Regions from separate parts of the Mus musculus genome. Here region 2 is linked to region 1. The links are chromatin contacts, called in public HiChIP or PLAC-seq maps. All regions are on one chromosome and are shown on one strand. The core of a region is the stretch at or near the end of the contact, and the rest is flanking DNA. Distances in the headings are between cores, read along the strand shown.

Region 1 (6,424 bases), core at 1,152-3,651:
CGAGAATCCTGAGAAACATTGCCCACTGACGGTGAACCCCTGGCACATGAAGAAAGCCTTTAAAGTCATGAACGAACTCAGAAGGTAACGTCACTCTAATGCACACGCACCCATTAGTCTTCCTTTTATTTCTCTTTGTCCATAGGGGCCCCTCCCCTCCCCCATTGTTGCTCGAACACAGGGAACATCAAAAGCTTTTCTGCGAGGTTTTTAGGAGAAGCGAGGCCATCAGAAGCGAAGCGCAGGTGCTAGAGAGCTCCTCCGTCCAGCAGCGGCTGGTCAAGCCCGGCGAGTGAGTTCAGGCTTTCTCTAAGAAAAGTCTACTGTGGCTTTCCAGGGACGTCGTTCATTTCTCTTTCTTTCCTTTGAGAGAAGGTCCTGTGTATTCCTGGGTGAGGATGACCTTGAACTCCTGACCCTCCCTTTGCTGTCCAAGTACTGGATGACAGGCGTGTTCTACCACTGTGCTTCTGCTAATAAAATAGGTTTTTAATCTAAAACATACAGATTGTATGTTAAACATATCAGATATTCTGCCTATTCATTTGTTCATTTGTGTGTGTGTGTATGTGTATGTGTGTTATGTGTGACACGCACACGGTGTACATGTGTGGGCACATGTGACAGTTAAGGAAAGCCTGTGGGAATCACTTCTCTTCTACCACTATGTTCGGGTATTTGAACTCACGTCTTCAGCTTTGATGGCAAATGCTTTTATCCTCTGAGCCTGGGGACTCAGGGATTTAAATGGAATATTGTATTGAAATTAATCTTGTTTATTTTTAACTTTTCAATGTGACTACTGAAAAATCGTTACTTGCATTGTATTTCCATTCATTAATGCCGAGGACAGGCTTCTAATTCCAGCCATAAAGAATGCGGAGAGATACTTTTAGACAGGGAAACATGTAACTTGTTTTGGTGGTGACATTTGTGGTTGTTGGGGACAGTACCTGCCTGTTGCTAAGGTGATTCTCATGCATGTTAAGGGTCATTGTCACACACTGAGCCTTCCTGTGACACACTTGAAGTCCTAGCACTCAACAGGCTGAGGCCGGAAGAGCTCACGTTCAGGCCAGCGTCGACTATATAAAGAGATCTGGTTTAAAAGCTTTGGGGACGCACGCCTTTAATCCCAGCACTCAGGAGGCAGAGGCAGGTGAATTTCTGAGTTCGAGGCCAGCCTGGTCTACAAAGTGAGTTCCAGGACAGCCAGGGATGCACAGAGAAACCCTGTCTCGAAAAACTAAAAAAAAAAAAAAAAGCTTTGGGGATAAGGGTGACACTAAAAGCTGATTAAATAGGGTCTGGAGAGATTGCTCAGCAGTTAAAAGCTCTGGATGCTCTTGCAGAAGACCCAGGTTTTGTTCCCAGCACTAACATAAAAGGCCGGCTTTCAACCTTTTTGGGCGTCAGACATGCAAAGCCAAACCAACTGGCTTTTAGCAGGCACTCCTCCCCCACCCCTCCCCCACCCACCACTCCCCCTCCTCCACCCCCACCCCCTCCCCCTTGCTCCTGTTGGGCACTATAGCTTTGGCTTCCGTATTTTACCTTGGTCTCTGATTGACCTGGACACGATTCATTACACCATAGGAACGATTCATTACACCATAGGAACGCAATACCGACGGCTCCTTCCCCTGAGGCAAATGACTGCATTTTGAGCCATACTTGACTTTGAGTCTCTGTTTCATCCCAGGATTGTTTAGCCCTGGCCATCCCCAACCTGGTGTGGGCTACACGGCTGTTCACTGTGTTGCACTACTTCATGAGCCAGAGTCACCGGCCAGTGGTTCATGCTGATCGTCAAACAAAGGAGAGCTTTGAGAGTAGTTGCAGGTGGCTGCTGCTCCGAAACCAGGCTTGCTCTAACGATGTCACTAGCCGGTAGTATTTTTAAAATGTACTGTCAGGCTGGCTCAGTGGGTAATGTGCTTACTGTGCAGGAAGGAGGACCTGCATTTGGAACCTCAGAACGCACAGCAGTAGCCTGGAGCACTAGCACAGGTCTGTCTTCTCAGGGAGACAGGAGGCAGAGACAGGAGCATCCCTAGGGCTCCCGGGCCAAGTCTAGCCAGCCACCAAGCTCCACTGAGAGACCCAGTCTGAAACGTAAGGGAGAGCAACCGAGGAAGAGGCTCAAGATCAGCCTTTGGCCTCCATACATTTGCACATACGGGCACAGGCAGGCACATACACCAGTGCACATGCGTGTATACACCAACACGGAGTGAATTGACTTCACAGCTGGGAAACGGATGACTGTGGATAAAGCAGATTAAGGCTTTTATTCCGAAGAATAAAAGGAAGTAGACAAGGCTGAGAAGCAAGAAGACAGACTTGTGTTTTGGAAATGCCGTTTTTCGAGCAGTGTGACACTGCATGATTTAATACCTATACTGGGTAGAGGTCGGAGGCAGGAGGACGTCTGAGGTTAAGGTCTACGTAGTGAATACTAGGGCTGCGTAGTGAGTCTGAGTCTCAAAAAAAAAGTCACCTTTATTTCTTACCTTTTGTATAATTCTTTTAAAAACACAAACAAAACTTGAAGCTTTTTTTATTGTACAGCTGAAAGTCACTAATTACTTCCTGTCCTTGCATCAGCTTCCTATTGCCAGAAAAGGGTAGCCCAGGGTGGCTTCCTGACTTCTGGGAAGGGAGAACTTCCCTGTTCTCACTACTGTGCTTGGCATCCATTGGCCGCTAACCCTGTGGCTCTAAGTCTTAATGTGGCAGTGGTGGGAGGCGGAGTAAGGGGGCCTCACAGCTGTGCACTAAGGATGGCTTTGGTGAATTTTTATTTTGCTGGTGAAAACAAAGACCCTTTCATGAATCACTTTGTAAGGTATGGTTGCCCACACGTCTATCCCCAGTTAGAGGTAGGAGGGCAGGAGTGCTGTGAGAGAGGTTTATCTGAAGACGGACCACACATCCTGATGTGGGCAACACCATTCCACGGACCGTGGTCCTGGAAAAAGCCCTCTGCGTGCCAGTATCCCTTCTCTCTGCAGCCTGACCTACCCAGATATGAATAAGCCCTTACCATCATTCTGTTCCAGTACGACGGACTGGACTCTCAAACTGTTACCCAAATAAATCCCTCTCTCCCGAGTCCCAGGATTCACACACAGCTGTCTTTTCTGGTTTAACTTAGTTGCACAGCTGGGAAAGGACGGACCTAAGATGAGGTAAGGCTCTGTGCTGGCACTGTGTAGATGGGGTGCGAAGTCAGAAGGACAGCATCCTTCTAGGCTAGAAGACTGTGTGGGTTTGACCGAGTCTTCTGCGCAGTGTTATTCACCTATAGTTTCTGAGAATCCAAGTGGCAGGGTGACACGAGGGATTTGGGGGCTGGCTCTCGTACAGCACTGACTCTCTGGTAGTTGAACTTCACTTTTTCCAGTGGGAGGGGGTTAGTTTAAAACGAGAGTGTGTCAGAATCAAACAATGGAGCATTAACTCCCCACTCTGCGAACTGGCTCAGCGTTTTCTCTCAGTATCTTTTCAAGGCAAAACTTACCTGAACAGTGTACTTTTTAGACTCATGTTTACTATGTGCTACACAGGGATGAGCGCAGGAGGGGATGAAGAAGCAGGGAACATCACAGGTACCTTTTTTAAAATTTTGATTCAGGGTCTCACTTTGTATCTATTATGATCAGGCTGGCCTCTATCTCAGCCAAGCCGCTGCCTCTACCTCCCAAGTTCCCAAGTGCTGGCATTAAGGCCACTGTTCCTGCCCAGCTTTTTTTTTTTGTTTTTTTGTTTTTTTGTTTTTTTGTTTTTTCCAGGGTTGAGTAGGTCTTAATGTACCTGTGGTCTCCTTGAAATGACATAGCTAAGGATAATGGTGATCTGTTTAGCCTCCTGCCTGCACCTTCCAAGTACTGGACTTACAAGCAGGCCCCAGCATACCCAGCTCTCAGAACTGTTAGTGAGAAACTTAGATGGCCAGCTGTGTGGACATTAAAAAACGGTAGCAAAAAAGGGGCAGCATTTTATCTTCAGAGAAATTAAAGAAACACTGCTGGTTTCTAGGCTATGTGATTCTATCTGAGCTTGTTGCTGCAGTTCTTACCGAGGGTGTGGGCGGTGGGCAGTGTCTTAGTTTTATTAGAAGGAATGTAATTTTTGGCCCTTAAATTAAATCTAGGGGCCAAGAACGTTCTGTAAGAATGAACTGTGATTCACCTGTATGTCTTATATAATCCATACATACTCTGTTTTTCACTAGTAGTAGTGGTTTTTACATTGTACAAGAACAAAAAACTGCAATCTTTCCCTTAAAGGAATGAGTGTCACTCCCATCCCCCACTGTACCCAAGGATTGACAGAGGGGGAACCCAGTTTCCCCCTGGGATTCTGTTATCTGTCCTGTGTGGCTGTTCATACTTGGTTACTTAGAGGTCAGGGCAAGTGGCTTGAACAGTGAACTCAGGCAAGGCTGCCTTGGTTTTGATCCCTTTGTGTCAGGATTTTTAAAAGAGATTTTAGAAGAATCACATAGGGCGTGACTGTTTCCGTGCCAGTATGTTTGATATGGAAGAACGCTGTCAGGACCTTTTAGTTTTGTGCACTACAGTGGAATACAAGATCTTCCTTGAAGGACAGGAAGCCCTTCAGTCCTTCCAGATGTATTTATGCAAGAAGGATTGAGAGACAGCCTGGAGTATGAGCAGAGTTAACCAGCAGTAGTCTGCAGGGTCTCATAAGCACTGGTGGTTGATTTCTTTTTAATGGTCTTTATTGAGCAGGGAGAGGATCATTAAACTCTTCTAGAATGTGGAGAAGGGACAGTTTAAAATGACTTCACTAAAACAACCTTCTCTCCTCCTTCTCCCCGAGATGCTGCAACCCCGAGAGGCATGGAGTACCCACTGCCCCACCTCAGTTTGCCCTGGGTAGCCTCAAAACCAGACGTCAGAGTCTCACCCCACCCAGCCTCTTTCCGTTCAGTCTCAGCTGTTACGCCATCTCACTGTTACGCCATCTCTCCGACACACAGATTCCTTTGTTTGCTTTATTATGGATTTGCATGTGTGCCTGTGTGGATTTATGTGCACTGCATGTGTGGCAGTGCCCGTGGGGGCCAGAAGAGGGCGTTAGATTTTTGGAACTGAAGGTAACAGACAGTTGTGAGTGTTTGATGTGATATTTGGGATAGAATCCATATCTATTATAGTAGCTAGCAGTAAGCCAATAGGTACTCTTAACTGCTGAGCCATCTCTCTAGTTACCCCCAACTCCCTATAAAGACAGAGTTTTGCTGTGCTAGTCTGGAAACTCCTGCCTCAGTTTTCCAAGTGCTAGGATTACAGGGTTGCAGTGCCATCTTGTAGCAAGGTGTCCTGTGTATGTAGTGTGGGCTCTTCCCTATAGCTAGTCTCACCCACATAATTCTGACCCTCCCCCCTACCCACCCAGCGTGACTGTTTCCCCCTCAGAGAGGCAGCATCCCCCACTTCTCTCTAGTCTTCACCTTCCCATACCTTTTCCTTTCCCTCGTATTTTACTTTTACTTTATCCATAAGTAAATTCTCTTCTTTTAAGAGCAATGAGATGTTTTTGCAAGTCCCCAGATCTAAAGACGTCCCTTCTCTACGGACAGGGAGTCCATGCGTTCCCCAGGGACTCCTGGTGGCTCTGTTCTGTCCCTTTTCATTCCCGTTCAGCTGTCTGAAGTCTATCTGAAAGGGATGATAGACTCTGCGCTGGGAGCCGTTACCAGTGTAGAGCAGTTACGAAATGGTCGACAGTACCCGGCTTTCCTCTAAGTTCCCTGGTGGACTGACTGTCACGCTGTCTGTAACTGGTTTTCCTCTACCGTTTATCAGTGGCCTGTCCCTCTTCCTGTGTGTTTGCAAGTCTGAGGCACTGTAAATCTCAGGGGTGGAGCGCCCCCCCTCGCCCCAGCTCTCCCCACTCACTGAGTCTTGTCACGCCCAAGACTTAGGTTTTTCTTATGTTTGGCTGCTACAGGGATTGATTCACAGATGTCACCCACGAGCACGGCTTTGAGAAGACAAGGGCAGATAACCGTGACGTGTGGTCCAGGCTTCTGTCCTTTGAGATCATTGGCATTTTACCTAGAATGTATCTGCTTTTCTAATAAAGGATGTTGTCAGCCTTCGGCGTGGTTTAACCTGACTCACTGAAATCAGCGAGTGGGTGCTCTCTGCCCTGTAAAGCAGCTTTCACTGAGTCTGGAGAAAGAGTTCAGTCAGCCAAGTGCCATCGAGCCCCAGCACCCATACATCTGAAAGGCTGGGCAGTGGCGGCGCACACCGCTAATCCCAGCTCCCGACAGACAGCAGCAAGAGGATCTGCGTTCAAGGCCAGCCTGCCTTATAGAGCAAGTTCTAGGATAGCCAGAACTATACAGAGAAACCTTTGTCTTAAAACACCAAAAAAACCAAACTAA
Region 2 (6,020 bases), core at 429-2,928, 1.6 Mb before region 1:
TGCCCACATTAATGCTTTCTTTTCTACTTCTACTTACTATAAATTAGTATTTATCGCTTGTGGGTAGGGAAAGCCTGATAGGGGCAACATGATAATGTAGCTTTCTAATGTGTATAGGTCCCTAGGTTTGGCCCCTAGAACTGAGAAAGGTAAATAAAAAGGACTTGAATGGAGCAGTAGACTTGAGAAATATGTCCTGGAACAGAAGCAATATGTAGGGAATGAAATGAAGTGACTAGTTGTAGAATGAATACATCCTACATAGATGAAACAAGAGTCAGAAACAGGATTCAGGAAGCTGTGGGCTCACAGAAGGAATTGGGGTTGACTGAGTTGAGGAAGTGGCTTTGAAATGGAAGCAGCAGCCTAACCAGGATGATTGGGTTTCTGGTAATGGCTCAACTGTATCAGCCTATGATTGTGAACAAGAAAGAAACTGAGTTATGATGTACCACAAATGTCTAACAGCTTTCCTAACTCATCTTTTGCTTCCCTGTCTTCCACTTTCTTCCCATCTAAACCATGAGAGACCTATGACATACAACTATGGTTCTTAAGACATGATTTTTAGTCTAAAGCATCAGTATCATCTGTGACTATACCAGAAATGTAAATTCAAGGTCTTAATACCAGAGTACAGAAGACTCTAGAAATAACCAGTGATCTATGTTTAAATAAACTCTCTAGTAGTTGTAGATTCATGTTAAGGTCTTAGAACCACAAGACTCAAGAATCCTTCATAGGTAGATTTTTTTAGTGGCAAGCTTACCCAGAACTGGATACTATGACTTCACATAATCAACATCAATGGCTTAAAAAGGATATTTTCCTTAAATTAAAAAAAAAATATGCTGAGAAGTTTGTTGTATCTCCAAGGTACAAATGCTTTGCAAATGTTAGCAAAAAAAGATTGCAGTTAATCACAAAATAGCTGCATTTTACCATTGAAAACTATGCTGTGTGTATTCTCTCACGTGCATTCTAAATTTAGCAATACATGTACATATGTATATGTGTATGAGTAAGGCAGAGAAGGCATTATTTGGGATGAAGAAGGAAACCATTGAAAGTGATAAGAGATTAAAGACAATGAGAAAGACTAGTATGTGTGGAGGGAAATAAATGTGAACAGAGTACAGTTATTTCTAAAAATGAATTAAAATAAAATATGTCATGGAACTGAGAGGTCTTGAGCATTAGTTAGGAGTTGAGTATAATGGGAGAAATGGCTTTTTAAACTGAGAAACAGTGACTAGCAATCAGTCTAGTGAGGGTCATAGGGGGCCATGTAAAGAAAAACCCTAGATGCTTTCAGGGAATGAGAAACATATCAGCACAGGTAGGTCATAGTTAATGGTGCATACCAAAACTGCAGAGGCAAGTCTCACACAGAGATCATGTGAGGACTTAGAAATCATATTAAAGATTCTGCACTTCCCACTGAGAGTACAAACCACTGAAAACTCCAACAAAAGGCCAACATGTTCTGATCTTTTACTTTTAGATGTGATTTTCCTGTAAGGCAACTTTTGAGCCATACACATAACCACACGGCGATTTAATTTCCAAATGGTAATTGGCTAATAGCAATACGTGTTCAGAATAAGACTGAGACAAGTATGGGAAAGAGGATATGGTGTCCACATGTGGGCCAAATGCCAGGAACAGAAAAGGAGGAAGGGCTCAGGGGTTGCTTCTTCTTCGTGGTTGTGACTAAAGTAAGATCTGCCTTTGCATGTCTGAAGCAACAGAACTACAAGTTCACAGGCATTTGCTGCTTCTCTCACCATTGTCTTCCTCCCTGCGCAGGGGATCATGGTGTCTGTGATCAATCTGGAAGCATTTCTCCTACAGTGTTTCTTGTAGAAATTTAATTTTCTTGTTTAGGCCTCCTACATTCCCCTCAAAATGATCCCCAAATCCTTCTGTCCTCTCTGACCTTGAGGACATTTTTCATGTTTGCCAACCATTATTTTCTCTTGTCAGTATATCACATCAACCTATGTGACTTATAGGTACATAGTTGTTTGATTTTATAGTGTATAGCTCACCAATCACTGAAAAATTATCATCAGCTCCAACTGTGCTGTGTTTCAACAGCATGCCTATTATTATTTTGCATATAGTATGTTTTGAGAGTTTTATACATAGAACTCCATCTAGATTACTCCATCTTTCCTCCCAAATCCTCTAGTGACATCCTCTCTAAAATTTTTCATATTTTCTTTTATTATTATTATTATTATTATTATTATTATTATTATTATTATTAGTAGTAGTAGTAGTAATAGTAGTAACATACATAGACAGGCACACATATGTATACGACTTGTTGAGTCCATTTAGTGATTCTATTCTGTGCATGTGTCCAGGACTGACTGACTGATGGAAAATCTACACTGGAGCACATTTGGAATCACAAATGGCTTGCTTATAATGTAACTCATCACACCGTTCTCAAGTCAACTGGCCTCTAATGTCTCTTACATTTATAAATACCAGTATCTCACATTTCTCAGGTTCTCCAGGGTACCATGGCCGTCAACAACTTTGTCTTATGCTCTCACTAGACCTAACAATTAAGGTGCTTCCTAGTTACTTAGTGGGCTACCACCATGTCCTTCCTACTCACTTCCACTAACCTTTATCACTGTAGCTTTCAGTAGAGTAATTCTATACACCATTTCCTGTTAACAGTACAGAACAGGGTTATAGTGACTTGTTTGTCACTCTTCTAGCCAATTTTATTTAGCAAAAATACTTCCTGCATATATTTTTGCATTGGAATATTTTTATTCTTTAGAAGAATATCATGAAAATTCCCATGGGATATGAGAAAACCAACGATGAACTATTTCTGGCTGAAGATAGGCTAAAAGAACTTAAGAAGTTCATGGAGGCTGTTGGAAAGCAGAGATCTATAGAACAGAGCAAAACAACTTGGATAGACTCTGTATTTTATTAAAAATGCTTTGAAATTTGTCTTAGCCCTTATTATTCTTCAAATCTACCCATAGAAATTCAAAGGAACATCAGTGAACAATGTTGGTTCCTCAGCTCTGTCTGACCTAATGGTATTTGTATCAACTTGAATGTCTGAAATTACATCCATGCACCTCTGTCTATCTGAAGTTCACTTTGTCTGGCTTTAGTTCCAGCTCATCTAAAGGGATTTCTGCATCATATTAGATCAGGATGATATTTTATTTTTCTCCAAATCCTGCAGCATTCCTCTACTTAAAATTAGCCTTTGTTCTCTTAAACTTCTGCTTTTTGGTTATTTATTCAATGTCTCCCACTTAGACAACAGACTAGTTATAGGAAACGTCACGTCTCTTGACACTTTTGGTCCTCAGCCATTATTGTATGCTGTCTAGAGCAGTTGGTTATTTTGATGGCAGCACACAGCAGAAAACAATATCTATAGGTCCTTTGGGCTTATTGTCACATGTAGAAGTCTAAGTTAAGTAAATTACTTATCACTGGAAGTGTTCCCCTAAAGAAGTACTTATAAAGGAGAACCTGCCACTCTGGCTTTAGATGCAAATATTACTTTCCCCCACTCCACTTGCCAGTAAGTTAGCATCTATGAGTGTCATTTATTAAATAATATTAGAAGTAGATTTGGGAACTGTCAAAAGGAGTTTTAAGCTGGACATTAGATAAGAAATAGTGTAAGCTTTCAGCAAAGACACATGGTCATCACATTCAAAGAATTATGTGAAGCACACATTGCTGTATAAAATCACATAATTCCACTTTTCTTGTATGGGGTGTGTGTGTGTGTGTGTGTTTTATATGTACATCACACATGTATGTATGAAGTGGAGCCAGAGGCCAACACCTAGTTTCTTTCCCAGTTGCCTCCAGTTGATTATTATTATTATTAAAAATAATTATTGCATTTCCTGGCATTTATTTATTTATTTATTTATTTATTTATTTATTTATTTATTTATTTATTTATGTGTGCATGTGTGTATATGTGTGTGTGTGTGTTCACATGTGCATGTGTAGGTATATGCTTTCCATTTTTTGTGTTTGTGGGAATCAGAAGACAATTTAGGAGAATTGGTTCTGTCATTCCATAATGTCCATATTGTGCATCTTGGTTACTGAACTCATGATTTTAGATTTGGTGGCAAGCACCCTTATACACAAAACCATTTTTGCTGGCCTTTTACCTGTGTTTTGAGACAGGATCTCTAAGTGTACCAAGATTTCACTGATTTGGCTAGAATCGCTGACCAGGGCTTCCTGGTCTCGTCTAGGGACCTTCCTAAGCATCCACCTGCCTTTTACTCCTCAGTGCTGAGACTATAAGTGTATGCTACTGCACCTGGAGTTTTAAGCATGCTGTGGATTTGAATTCAGATCCTCATGCTTTTGCCATGGGATCTCTGCCCACTGAACCATTTCCCTAGTCTGTTGCTTTGCTTCTAAACCCTTAAAACTTCCTAGCATATTTTAAGGCCTTGACAATTCTGGTCCATCCCACTTCTTCTTCTGAATCTCTACCATCCACTCCCCTCACTCACCACATCCTGGCTCTCGGTTCCCTGGACTGTCACACTCCTGTCTTGTTCCTCTCTCCTCTTGGCTGCCTGTGACCAGTATTCTCTGCAGCATCAGCTTCCTCCTTCTTTCTTCCATCAACTCCTATTTGTACTTTGAATTAACCTCTGATTTCTAAAGTAATTTGAGCCCTTGAGTCATGTATCTCTAAACCCTCTATTGTGGTCGTAAATCCATACTAACGGTGAAATAATTGCTGTGTCTGTGTTCTTCACCCAACTCGAAGTGCTACCACATCAGAAACTATAAAAATGCCATGCACTGTATATGTTCAATGCTCAGAATACAGTCCAGAGCATACTGTGCCTCAATGCAGGAACAAATGAACATTTTATGAGTAATTGTCTGATACAGCTTTGAGAGAACAAGTTGCCATGTTATTCACATGTAGACCTTATTTTTTCTTGTTCTGGTCTGAGTACATATGGACTACAACCTCTAGTTCATATGATTTACATGCATGCACACAGTAGATTTTTATTAAATAATTTCAGCTTTTATAAAATCAAAGCAAAATGAACAGTATGCAGTGGAAATATTTACTTGGTCTCAGAGTTCAGTTGAAATGATTTAGTAGCATATGAATATTTAAAATTTGCCTCACTCATATCTACAATGATAGAAAGCCCACATTAACATTAAGTTATCTTTAAAAATCATATGCTTTGAAATCAAACAGAACAAACGAACAAACAGAACAAAATGATCTTATTGCTAAGAAATGTACACATGGTTAGAAATTACCAGTAGGTGATTACTGGTAAAATGAATGAAGCTCTCCTTCCCTAGAGTATCTGGTAGTCATCCAACAAGCCCAGGACTTGTGTCCCTGTCCTCTGGGTCTTTAGTTACCCTGCTGAGTCAGACAACTGAAGAGCAAACTGGAGCCAACAACACAGAAGATTTTTCTGATGCAAAAGGCTGACCTTTAAGAACCTTTAGCTTGACTATCTTTGTCAGGCTGCAGAAATTTGGCTATATTTATACTGAACATTTCCACAAAGCCTCACTCCTACTGCCTCTGCAATTGTGGTTTTAGGTAAAATAAGTACAAAAATCATCTGCTTTGCCCATTTCTATTCCAGGATAAGTCCTATATTAAAGCGAAGATAAAAAACCCAATCCCATGTTTTTGTACCTATGGATTTTTCTCATAGTCTTCTGTTTTTAGTGTTATCACTTTACATCTAACCTATAACACTACAAATGAATGTCATGTTTTGAGGGAAGGTCACAAACACATACTGAGCTCCCATCCAGAAGACTTATAATTGGGTTGCGTCCAGTCTTTCACTACAGCTACTGACCTGCACACTTCGAAATTATCAGAGCCATCATCATAGGCAGCAGGAGGCTTCTGGGTAGAGGTATTCAGCTGGAGCCCTGTGTCTTCCCCACACTCGTCCCTTTCTACAGCTGCCAGGATTTCAGTATTGAAATCAGTT

Evidence for each region. HiChIP or PLAC-seq counts read pairs in DNA pulled down with a chosen protein or histone mark.
Region 2: a contact with region 1 is called in an H3K27ac HiChIP or PLAC-seq map of acute myeloid leukemia, with 7 times the contacts expected there. The contact joins two enhancer-like sites. A contact is called at or near these places in 2 of 39 promoter capture datasets (the C10 cell line and neutrophils) and 3 of 115 datasets of contacts at active chromatin or transcription factors (acute myeloid leukemia, large pre-B cells and stem cell-derived neural progenitor cells).

Annotation. Positions count from the first base shown.
Region 1 is chr8:64,828,103-64,834,526 of GRCm38.p6, reverse strand. It overlaps Klhl2 (kelch-like 2, Mayven), which reads left to right. Exons shown (of 15, transcript NM_178633.3): 2 at 1-84. Among named protein-coding and RNA genes, the nearest start is that of Klhl2, 19 kb to the left of the region's middle. Within about 2 kb of position 2,401, at least 67 of the 459 cell types and tissues checked have an H3K27ac peak or open chromatin away from gene starts, as enhancers often do. A contact at or near this core is called in acute myeloid leukemia, where this site is marked.
Region 2 is chr8:66,387,424-66,393,443 of GRCm38.p6, reverse strand. All of the region lies in intron 6 of Marchf1 (membrane associated ring-CH-type finger 1), which reads right to left. Among named protein-coding and RNA genes, the nearest start is that of Tma16, 96 kb to the left of the region's middle. Within about 2 kb of position 1,678, at least 37 of the 459 cell types and tissues checked have an H3K27ac peak or open chromatin away from gene starts, as enhancers often do. A contact at or near this core is called in acute myeloid leukemia, where this site is marked.